Linked DNA regions of Mus musculus: all the other regions are linked to region 2. The links are chromatin contacts, called in public Hi-C and HiChIP or PLAC-seq maps. All regions are on one chromosome and are shown on one strand. Each heading gives the region's core, a stretch centred on a gene start, on an enhancer-like site or on the middle of the called end of the contact. The rest is flanking DNA. Distances are from core to core; before and after follow the strand shown. Region 1 overlaps Gm41230 (predicted gene, 41230). Region 2 has its middle 74 kb from the start of Klf5. Region 3 overlaps Pibf1 (progesterone immunomodulatory binding factor 1).

Evidence for each region. Hi-C and Micro-C count contacts between places; a contact is called where the count stands out from the background. HiChIP or PLAC-seq counts read pairs in DNA pulled down with a chosen protein or histone mark.
Region 1: a Hi-C map of pancreatic cancer cells shows a contact between it and region 2. The contact joins two enhancer-like sites. A contact is called at or near these places in 3 of 484 Hi-C or Micro-C datasets (embryonic fibroblasts, embryonic stem cells and pancreatic cancer cells) and 2 of 115 datasets of contacts at active chromatin or transcription factors (embryonic stem cells and pancreatic cancer cells).
Region 3: a FOXA1 HiChIP or PLAC-seq map of pancreatic cancer cells shows a contact between it and region 2. The contact joins two enhancer-like sites. A contact is called at or near these places in 2 of 484 Hi-C or Micro-C datasets (embryonic stem cells and nephron progenitors), 2 of 115 datasets of contacts at active chromatin or transcription factors (embryonic stem cells and pancreatic cancer cells) and 2 of 9 other capture datasets (adipose tissue and embryonic stem cells).

Annotation. Positions count from the first base shown.
Region 1 is chr14:99,533,878-99,538,100 of GRCm38.p6, reverse strand. The region is part of intron 1 of Gm41230 (predicted gene, 41230); the gene reads right to left. Among named protein-coding and RNA genes, the nearest start is that of Gm41230, 14 kb to the right of the region's middle. Within about 2 kb of position 2,195, at least 31 of the 459 cell types and tissues checked have an H3K27ac peak or open chromatin away from gene starts, as enhancers often do. A contact at or near this core is called in embryonic fibroblasts and pancreatic cancer cells, where this site is marked.
Region 2 is chr14:99,371,271-99,374,904 of GRCm38.p6, reverse strand. No RefSeq gene overlaps it. Among named protein-coding and RNA genes, the nearest start is that of Klf5, 74 kb to the right of the region's middle. Within about 2 kb of position 1,279, at least 27 of the 459 cell types and tissues checked have an H3K27ac peak or open chromatin away from gene starts, as enhancers often do. A contact at or near this core is called in embryonic fibroblasts and pancreatic cancer cells, where this site is marked.
Region 3 is chr14:99,127,302-99,130,919 of GRCm38.p6, reverse strand. The region is part of intron 5 of Pibf1 (progesterone immunomodulatory binding factor 1); the gene reads right to left. Among named protein-coding and RNA genes, the nearest start is that of Dis3, 29 kb to the right of the region's middle. Within about 2 kb of position 1,634, at least 15 of the 459 cell types and tissues checked have an H3K27ac peak or open chromatin away from gene starts, as enhancers often do. A contact at or near this core is called in pancreatic cancer cells, where this site is marked.

The DNA of each region.
Region 1 (4,223 bases), core at 946-3,445, 160 kb before region 2:
TATAATTATTTTTTTAAGTTACTTTCAATTAAGATAACTTATAAGAAAGTGCAGCGGTGGGTCCCAGGTTTGGTAGACTCCAAAGCCTCTTTGAAATTCAACTGAATTTTGCCTGTATTCCCCGAGAATGAGAGAAATTTGCAAGCTCCTCGGGCCTGTGTCCTCCTTATAAGAATCCTAAGATAGCTGTTAGGTCATGGGAATGACCAAATAAGATAAGCTTTGCTTCGCAAAATTTCTTTTGAAGATTTTATTTCTGGGATGTGAGGCAAATTTTAAGAAAATCAGATCTCCAGACAGCCCTGCCTCAAAAGACTGGCTTGAATTTTGGGAACTCTCCCCAACCCATGTCTAAGGAGGGTACTGTGACTCTGCATAGAGATCTGGAAGTCGCTTTAATCCTATGAATCCAGCCTATAACCATGAAACTCACCCCTCCCTGTACATTTCCAAGACTCTTTAAGGATATCAATATTCAAGTAGTAAATCCAGATCTCTATATATCTAGAGATGTGGGTCACTCCTGAAGTAATCTTTCATGGCCCACCTATCTGCTTCCAGTTGATTCTAATGTGTGGGCTGGCTAAGACCTGCTGGTTCCATCCGCCTCAGGTTCTTCATATGCAAACTAATGCTACCTCTTTGTTCACAAGATAAATGCTTGTTACAGTTTAGGAATGTAGTAAGAGGAATGTAATGTAGGAACTCTGTATGCTTTGGTTTAATTCTTTCCTTCCTACTAACAGGTTGGACCCTGGAGCTCTTTTCCTACCAAATGTCATTTGTTCTATAGGCCTGCCTGTTTACTGTTTCTCATTGAAACTGACCAATGGTGTTTGGAAATGATTCAACCTCCCTCCACACAAGGAAGCTGTTAGATTTTATCCTGGCAGCATGGAGCCTATAGCCTCTCTAGCCAGGCCTGGCTCACAAGGGACTTTTCTCCCTTCTTACTAACTAGATGGTCCAGAGAGAACACCCAGAAAAGACTCCTCTTCTCTATTGCAATTCGTAGTAATTGGAGATGCTTTGCAGTATCCCGAGATGCCTTTCCGATATTGGTTCCTGCTGGACACCTGTTCCTACCTGAAAGCCCAGCACTCACAATAGTTCAATCCAAGAACAGCGTGAGCACACAAAGTGTTCCAAAATGAGAAAGGAGAGAGAGAGAGAGAGAGAGAGAGAGAGAGAGAGAGAGCACATAGCAAACATGGACAATGTTCGTATACACTGTAGGAAAGGCAGAGACAGCAGAGGGAGAGAAGATATAATGGAGAGAGCGGGTAGAGGTGGGGTTTAGGGCCCTACCTTCACTCTACTAAATCAGAATCTCCAGGTTTGAGGAGTTTATAAATGTGTCTTTAGCACACTTTTCAGATGATGGTGATACATTAATAATAACATATAGACAAGAGATGGCTGCAGAGAGAGTTGTCAGATTTCTCCTCCTGCTCATGCCCTACGTACTACAATTCACACAGAAACCAGAGAGTCAGTTAGAGCCCCTTTGTGTGGGGGAAGGTGGGTGCTGATGTCAACAACTACATAGCTCCTGTTTTCAAAACTGTTTTCCTGTGCTCAAAAGCAGTCCCGTTCTCATGGTGTCTTAGTGCTGAACAGGTGTCCAGTCAAATCTCCTCTTCTATAGTCAAGGTATAACCTCCCCCATCAATCACTGGCCTGGTAACACCATCCGCACAGGAATAAATGGCTACAAACTCCTCCTGCCAAAGATGAAGGTCTTAGCCTTGCTGCCTCCATAAAGATGCTGCTAGAACATCCTCCCCAGCTAATTATTCCTCCCTGTACCACTCCCAGAAAGAGGAATTCCTATTCTCTAAAGCCTGAGAATATGTCCCATGTCATAGGCTAGGATAACAGCAATTCATTGAGGAAAGCTTCATATGGAATACAGATTTCAAATACATAATTTAAACAAAACAAAACGAAAAGCAAGAAAGAAGCATTTTTACAGTAGCGACTATACCAGATTTGGCAATGATTGACTTTGAAATTCATGGGGCTATTAGGGGCAAAAGTGAGTTGCAGAAGGGTAAATGATTGCCAGATCCAGGAGGCTGAGAAGTCACAGGCTTGTACAGGTGACCCAAGCTAACTGCCTGACAGATAGCACAGGGAAGCCTGCATGGTGCGTCATCATCGCCACACTAGTAAGAATGCAGAGTGCTGGGGTCACTCGATGAGCAGTCATCACTTTGGAATTTATAAATGGATGCCCGTGGATGCATAAAGAGTCATGCTTGCTTACTTAGCTTGGCTATTACTCTTACTGTTCTCCTTTTTTATAATGAAGTGGTTTTATGCTTCTGAAGCTTGGTTCATTAAGTCAATGCCATCATCCTATCTAGGACATTGGTCATTTTTATTGCAAAAGAAAAAAAAATCATTACTTCAAGAACATATGCCACATATTTTCCACGTCCTAAACTTTTCACCTGCTCTTGTTTTGTTTGGGGCTGATTCGTTGTAAGGAACAGCACATTGCCCAGAGGTCATCGTGAAGCAGAAGGGGATGGGGTTAGTCCTCTGTAGGTAAGCCCATGGTGGTTTTTGCTGTTTGCCATCGTTAGCATTAATCTCTGCTTCTTCAATATCACTAAAAGGGCTTTAGAAATGAACTTGTAGTTGAAGTGGATAAAAATGACCCCAAGCCTAAATCATAGGAGAATTTACAAATGCACAAATTTCCATTCCTATCCTGCAAAGATTAGGCAGCCTATTATTTTTCGACTGTTCATTCCCCCCTTTAAAAGAAAACATATATATAAAACATGGCCATGGAGGAAATAGACTACATCATTAACTGAAGCTGCCCTGTCCTTAGGAAGAAGATGCAGTTTAGAAACTCATGTGCACCTGCAGTGTGCATGTAGAAAGTGCCCTTGCTTATAAATGATACATACAGTATGTTCCTTGTCACTTCCTACTGTTTTTATTGCCATGCTTTTCAGACCATATTCATGAACATGTCTAGATTGTCCTTTGTGCTTCTTACATGGTTAGTGTGAAAACTCATGCAATAAACAACCCAGGTTCTTAAAAGCCAAGGATTTTTTTTGATGCCCCTAAATGAAGGAAAAGAAGGGAGCTTTCATCTTCAGCCTTGACTATGCACAGGCTTGGTAACAGAGGAAGGGACAGAACCCAACGTTTACCATGAGTTTAATGTCATGCATAAGGTTAGGGGCTGTACCTACAGTTCCTGGCTTTGCTCACACCACCATGGAAGGTCAAAATTACTATGCTTGCTTACCAGATAAAAAGCTAAGGCTCAGAGAGGTAAAAATAACTCACTAAGAGTATGAAACAGGAAGTAGAGAAGATAGGTCAAGACAGAGCTTGGCCTCCATAATTCAAAGGTAGTGTATTCTTTCCATGCAGTTAAAAGGTGAATGGACAGCCAGATGAGCTGGTACACACCTTTGATTCTAGCACTTGGGAGTCAGAGGTAGGCAGATTAATGTGAGTTCAAGGCCAGCCTGTTCTACAAAGCAAGTCCCAAGACAGCCCGGGTTCCACGGATAAACCCTGTCTCAAACAAACAAACAAACAAACAGAATGAGCACAGATTTTTGTCTTTGCAAAGAGATCATAGGTTGAATCTATCCATCATCCACAGGCCTTTTAGCCTGTTGGGTTTTGAATTAAACTCTGTCTCATTTGATTTTTTAGAATGAGAAAGAAAATTAGAACCTTGGAACTGTGGTTTTTTTTGAAATTCAATAAGGTCTCTTTTGAGACTTCTTAAACAAATGATAATGACCAGATGCCTAGGAAGCTATTCTCCTTAACAAGGCAAAAACAAATCCTACTTAAAATTATCCCTTGAAGGCTTAATGAAAACTCAAAATTACATTTACAAAGAGAGTATGGGTTGAGCTTATGGAAAAAGGACCAAGAATGGCTTCTTGGTAGCATGGTCCTTTTCTGTCCTCAAGAGCCTAGGCACATGCAAACTGATCCTGACCCTTGTTGCTGCTTAGACAGCTAATGACACTAGAGCTCAGACATCTCCCATCCTAATACATTAGAACCTCCTGAGTGCCAGGCCAGCAAAGGACATCCAGATGTAGCCTCTAGGTAAAGGGATTCTTCAATGCAGGCCCTGTTTTCTCTTTGCTTTTAAGATATGTTCTTTGACATCTTGGTAATTTCCCAGAATCCTGCAGGTGCCTTGTGTAAATGCCACAGGGACTATAAAG
Region 2 (3,634 bases), core at 30-2,529:
CATTCGTGTAGGCTCTTATTATCCCAAGAACCCATGGGATTCATGCAAGCAGAAAGCAGCAGGCTCCCTCACTAGGTAACTAGAATGAATGGTGCATGTGTGTATGTTCGCATGTGCATATATGGGGTGGTGCAGAATTGAAATGAAAAAAAAAAAAAAAAACAGATGCAGAACAGGCAGGAGTAGAGTTTCAATGAGCTTGCCCAAACTCAACTTTGCTTTTCTATTGCTTCTGTCTTTTGGTTCCATTCTGATTTCCTTATGTGGCTCATTCTGGGGCACCCTGTGGGGACAAGATGGTTTTCCCAGCATTACCTTTATAACTTATTTTTTTAAATCCTTCAAAGACAAAGTGCAAGTCTCTCAGAAGTACAGCTTTAGGGCAACAACTCTGGCATGTCCTTGGGTCTGTATGGATCACAAGCCCACCACTGAGCCTATTCTTGTGGCTGAGGGACAGGTCATAAGCTCAACTCCTGAGCCCATGGCTGAGGGCAAGGGAATCTGTCACCCAGAGATACTCAGACATCTGTTGTCAGAAAAGTAATTCTTGGAACAGGGGAATCGAGTGCCTCACGGAACTGTAGGTCACAGAATCCCTTCCAAAGGTGAAAATTCAAAAATTGCCCACAAAGGAAGAAGATGGACAATGGATAGCTAGATAATAGAATACAGATAGATGATAGATAGATAGATAGATAGATGATAGGACAGGCAGACAGACAGATCATTGATAGAAGATAAGTTGATAATCACTGAACATATGGGGATATAGGGAAAAGGTGGTTTAAACTGAATTTTAAATAGTGCAAAATCAGCAATATAAGTGAAAGAAGCTGAAATACACAAACACACACACACACACACACACACACACACACACACATATATACACATATACAGTGAAATCCTTAAATCCTAAGAGTGGACAAAAGTCATGCTAAGCCAGAAAGGAGAGGAAAACAAGCCACCCATGAGGCAGAACATAGGTACATTATTAGTCATGGGAATCAAGTCACAGTGCACTCAGAGGTGAGTCAGCGTGCCTATGTCCACCTCATCAAAGCAAGCATGCAGAACATGCCCTCCGTGTCTGCTGCTTGCTTTCTCATCTTCTAAGACCAAATACGTGTAAACTCTTCAAACTCTGATCTTAAAATAGCCTTTGCGTTTTGCCTTTTGTCTTTGATTTTGTTTAGGTTATGACCTCTCTTAGCAGATGCCCAGAGTCCAGTACAGAACTGCATTGTTTTGTTTTGTTTCAGTTTGATTTTGGTTTTTCGAGACAGGGTTTCTCTTTTAGCCCTGGCTGACCTGGAACTCACTCTGTAGACCAGGCTGGCCTCGAACTCAAACTTCCGTCTGTAGTTAACAACGATGTTTTGTAGCTGGGTGTGGTGGTGCATGCCTTTAATCCCAGCACTTGGGAGGTAGAGGCAGGCAGAAGTCTGAGTTCGAGGCCAGCCTGGCCTACAACGTGAGTTCTAGGACAGCCAAGGCTATACAGAGAAACCCTGTCTCAAAAAAAAAAAAAAAAAAAAACTACAGTCACTTCGGAATTCTTTTTTTTTTTTTAAAGAGAAAATTGTCTATTTAGCCATTGAATTATGTGCCTCATAAATATATTTGTCAATTTTATCTTAATAAATCTGGGAAAAATGAAAAGCATGTGTTGTTTCTACAGGAACATTCAACATTTAACACAAATGTTTAAAGCAGCAAAGACACAGGAAAATTAACACAGAACTAAGGACATCCCTGAACCTGTGTCCTCACCCTTCTGCTCCTGAAACTTCTCAAAATGGGGACACAGTTAAGAACTGCGTAGGCCAGGCTGGCACGAGACTCGAGGTTCTTCTGACTCCAGCTCCTGTGCTGGCACTGTAGGCATACGCCACCACGTCCAGCTTCTCCTGAGACCTTTAAGGACTCTTCATTCACACTCACACACAGAACTGTCTCTGTCTCTTATCTTCTAATGATAGGTGTGTGCCTGCGTGTATGCGGCTGCATGTATGTGTGTACTGTGACTTCGGTCATGCTTTAATAATCTGTACTTTATTAATACCATTCATAATCATAACCATATATGTATGTGTGAATCTATGTATTATATAGGATATATATGAACACATATATACATATTCATACACATACATACATACACACACACATATATATATATATACATATATGCACATATGTATATATATATACATACATCTATACACATATATGTGTGTATGTAGGCATAGTGGTGCACTTGTAATATCAGCCTTTGGGAGATGGGAGGATCAGAAGTTCACGGTTGTCCTTGGCTCTATAAGTTCAAGTCTGGGTTACATGAGACTCTGTCTCAAAAACTTAATGTGAGAAAACCATGCAGGTATATAGAGATCTCCAAGTTCTTCCCCAACCCACAGTTTTGATACATCTGGGCCACATGCACCGATTAGCAAAGGTGGTTCTGTGTCAGGCATAACCAACGTCTCTAGAAACTGTTTTCCAGCCTCTTTCTCACTCTCCTCCGATTTCTCATTCAACCCTGTGGGAAAACTCTCCCGGATATCTGATTTACGGCTCCCCTCTGGTCACCTGCTCATTATCATGGCACCTTCTTTTTTATTTAATCACAAGTGGAGACTAATTTACACACACACACATATCCAGATAGTGCTGGCACATGCCTTAAACCCCAGCACCCAGCACTTGGAGAAGGGAGACAGGTGGATCTCATTGAGTTTGAGGCCAGCTGGCCTACAGAGCAAGTTCCTGGATAGTGAGGGCTACACAGAGAAAAAAAAAGTGTGTGTGTGTGTGTGTGTGTGTGTGTGTGTGTGTGTGTGTGTGTGTGAGAGAGAGAGAGAGAGAGAGAGAGAGAGAGAGACAGAGACAGAGAGAGACAGAGAGAGACAGAGAGAGACAGAGAGACAGAGAGACAGAGAGACAGAGAGACAGAGACAGAGAGACAGAGACAGAGAGACAGAGAGACAGAGAGAGAGAACAATATCTGTCCAGTACTAGGAAGGAAGAAAGGAAGGAAGGAAGGAAGGAAGGAAGGAAGGAAGGAAGGAAGGAAGGAAGGAAGGAAGGAAGGAAGGAAGGAAAAGAAGGAAGGAAAAGAAGGAAGGAAGAAAACCTATAAAGACGTGCTCCTAACCTAGCTTCTTTTGCTGAACACCACAGGATGGTTAAATCAACCAGAACCTAACTGTGTATCTCAGGATGGCCTTGAACTTGGAATCCTCTGTCTCAGCATCCCGAGTGCTGGAATTACAGGTAGACACTGCAGTGCTGGCTCCAAGCATGCTTCCCACCATCTAGATCTCATGCCACAAAGACACACCACAGAGACATCTTGAAGATAATTTCGTGTTAGACTCCTGTCAGCCACCAGGCCTTCCTTTTACAAATTTCTGGAAATTATTGTGAGAGAAGGTGTTAGATTTGTTTCCTTCTTTTTCTTGGCAGTTTCCATGACTTTATTTCCTCATAAAAAGCCCAAGTTGGCCTACAGATGACAGCTGTCTCCGACTCACACCTAACACAGTGTCAAGAGCAACCTTTTCTTTTTCTTGAATTAAGTTGGAATCTTTTTCATCACCCAGAGGTAGCTGATTACTTAATACATTGT
Region 3 (3,618 bases), core at 385-2,884, 240 kb after region 2:
AAAGAAAATATTCAATAAAAAGAAAACAAATAAAAAAACCAAGCAAACAAACAAAAAGAAATCAAACTGAGTTAGCCACGAGAAGCAAGCAGCAAATCAGCACCTCTCCATGGCTCTGCATTAGTTCCTGCCCTGTTTGACTTCCTGACTTCCTTTGGTGATGACGAAAGGTGACGTACAAGTGTAAGCAAATAAACCCTTTCCTCTGCTCTTGTCCGACATGTGTCATCACAGCAACAGTGGCCCTGCCTGAGACCGTTCCTATATGCGTTTTCTGCTACTTCCCGACAAAACCAGTAAAAACACAAATAAATCAGAATGGGTCCAGGTATATGTTTAGGCTTCCAGGCTGGAATCCTCTAAAGAGAATTCCCATTTTCTTTGTCAAGTGAAGCATCAAGTGAGTTGACAGAAGTGAGAAGTGTGAGTTGGAGGTTTGTAGCCAGAGGAAGGGAGGGAAGGCCTAAAACAGCTCTCAGGAGACTGGAAGGATCAGGGGGAAAAGCCCAGCGGTGCCCCACTGGAGGCTGCTAACAACGAATTAGAAGTACTTGGTGCTGCTAATGGGATTTTCTCCCCAGTAATGCTCAGCTAGACAAACAGAGGTGCCTTGGGCTATTTTGATAAAAAGAAAGTTGAAATTAAAGGCCATCAACAAGAGAGATGTTAAAGATGGATAAGGCAGTTAAGAGGATAGAAAACATACTTTTGGACTGATTCAACCATGTGAATTAGAAATTTTGTTATAAACACATAGCTGAGAACTGTGGCTGAGTATTCTGATGATGTGCACAAGCAGAGAAGCAGATGCCGATGTGAAGGGAGATATGCAAAGGTGTACAAACCTGCAGACCTGACCTGGGGATATAGCTCAGAAAACAGCACATGTCTAGCATATGCCTAGCACATGCAAAGCTCTGGGCTCCATCCACAGCACTGAAAAAGAACTGAAACACAGTGGGGAGGGAAATAAAAGCACAAACGCTTAGACAGTCACATCTGAACGTGACGTCATCTTTAACTTTCATTCACCTGACCTAATTGTCACCTGACGTAAGTCTTGGAGGTTTATTTGCCACAGTCTGCTAACCTAGGCTAGTCCTGGAAGCTTCTGGCCTCCATACAATCTAATCTAGCCTAGAATGTTTCAGCCTCTGAGATTTACTGCTAAATAAGCTCACCCTTTCTAGATCTTTCTGATCTCTGGCTACCTGGCTCAACTCAGCTGTTCTGGCTCAAAACTCTCCAAGCTGACTGATTCTATCTGGCATCTCTCTTGGCCTCTGACTTTTGCTCTGCTTGGCCCCAAACTAACTCTAGTAATCTGTCCTAATCTTCTGGCTGCTTCGCATTCTCTGGCTTGTTCTGTTTTCACCTCTGTCTAGCTTGTCTCTCTGCAGCCTGCCTCTGTACAACTGTCCCGGTAAAACTGCCCCTTAAGGAGCTTCCTTTCCCTCTCTGCTCTCCTGAGAGTCGGAGATATCCTACTCTGTCAAGTCTTTTTCTGATTTGTCACTTTGTCTGCTACTCAATTAGGCATCACTTTCACACATGGATGTTTCCTCCTACAAACTAACCTCACCTTCATTGATTGTGTACTAAGGGTGTGTCTGTATTCTAGCCAGACTGGTTAAAGGGCAAGCCAAACCACAACTAGAAACAGGTTTGTTTTTCCCAGTAAATAACACAATCTCAGGGTTCATAGTATGATCAGATATTCTGCAACATGTGACTTTGAAATATGGGAAGTACAGGCACCTGCCATGGAGAAGAGTTTGCACACATGTACATGTACAATGCCATGGAGAAGAGTTTGCACACATGTACATGTACACACACATATATACGATTTTTCCTTCAGTATAAATGCCTCATAGGGAAATACAGCCAGAAGTTCAGTGTAGAAACACATACTTTATATCATGAATTTCTCTTAAATCAAAAATTTCTTTCAAGTAAAAAGTATCCTTTTAGATCTATGCTGAAGAGGAGACAGAACGATTTATAGGAGCCAGAGGTGACGGATGACTAAGGAAAGAGTATCTTACGGATGCAGAGACTGTGGCAGCCTGGAAAAGACCTCAAACTGGTACAGCAATAAGAGGAGAAAATGATATGGGTTTATATCCCTGACCAAGACACTGTCTGCAATTAATTCCCACTGGAAAAGAAGCAACGGCTTTATTCCAATGGAGTAGAATCTCACTAAGTATTAACAATGCTTCATACCTAGATGGCCAACAAAAATGAAGCCAGTGGTATTTTTGTAGACTTTTTATCTCATTTTACATGTTTGGGATTTAAAAAATGATTGTTGTTTTTCTTGTTTATTTCAAGCTCCAATTTATGGTATGTCTATTTCTTGTTTTGTTTTTTGATTTTTTTTTTTTAAAGAAAGAAAGAAAAATTTAAAAGTAAGGTGAGTAGGGAGCTGGTGGATTTGGGAGGAATTGGGGAGGAGAAAAACAATGAACAATATAATGTATGACTTTTTTTCCAATAAGTGTAAACAAATCTCTCTTTAGAGTTACAACTTTTGTTCGTTGGGGTAGGAAGATCTGCTTTGGGTACTCTTAGGAACTAAAGGTAAGAGTTGGATATGTTGGTATATGTCTGTAAGCTGAATACTTGTGAGGTGAGGCAGTTGGACTTCAAAGCCTGGTTTATGGAGTTAGACCTCGCTACCATAGCATTGGAAAACAGAAAATAGTGTACTGCCTCAAAATGGATCCACATTTTATAGCTACACAATTCTGTGGATAAGGCAAAAGGCAGTAGACTATTGCTGTATTCCCCACTGCTTTCTCCCCTGTGTTCTGTGGGAAGATGTCCACCTTACGTTCTCTCATCACTGAAAAGTGGATTGCATGTGCTAGGAGCAGCCATTCTTTGCCTCCCACAAGATAAGCAAAAGATTAAGTTTCTCATAATCCTAGCACCTAGTACTGTGGCTTTTATATAAAAGTTTTGTAAGTAATATTTATGGAAGAAGCAAGAGAGGACAATGTATAGAATTAGATGCAAAAAAATTATAAATATTTTTATAGAAAAAGAAGTAGACACAAAGTTTGCATTTGGCACCCCTTTCAAAGTGGAAATTTCTAGGTAACAGCTGAGTGAATCAACAGCCAAGTACCGTTTTCTCTTTTGAAATGAGAAAGCAATTACAAAGGGGAAACAAGTGCAATCTGAGGTATCAAGGAGACTGCCACTGCTTGATAGCTTTGTGTACTTGGAACACAACACACTTTTGACTGCCAAGGTCAATGAGACACACACACACACACACACACACACACACATTCAAGTTGTTTGCTATCTCCATGTAGAAAATACTATATCTGTAATTATAATTTTATGCTATAATGGTCTTATCTATGACCCTCTCCATATACCCACACATAACCCTGCGCTCCTTAAAGGCCTGTTCTATCTTCTCTGTATACCCAGTAACCCTTAGTCATTATAGCAGAAATATTTAACGAGTAAACTAATTATGAAAGATAGAGTCTAGAGTCCTAGGGCTTAGTATAGGTAAGTCAAACATAGACAGGGTTACTTCAAAATTAGTATATGCCTAGCAACTAATTGTTTCCCAGACAAAATTAAAGATTAAAT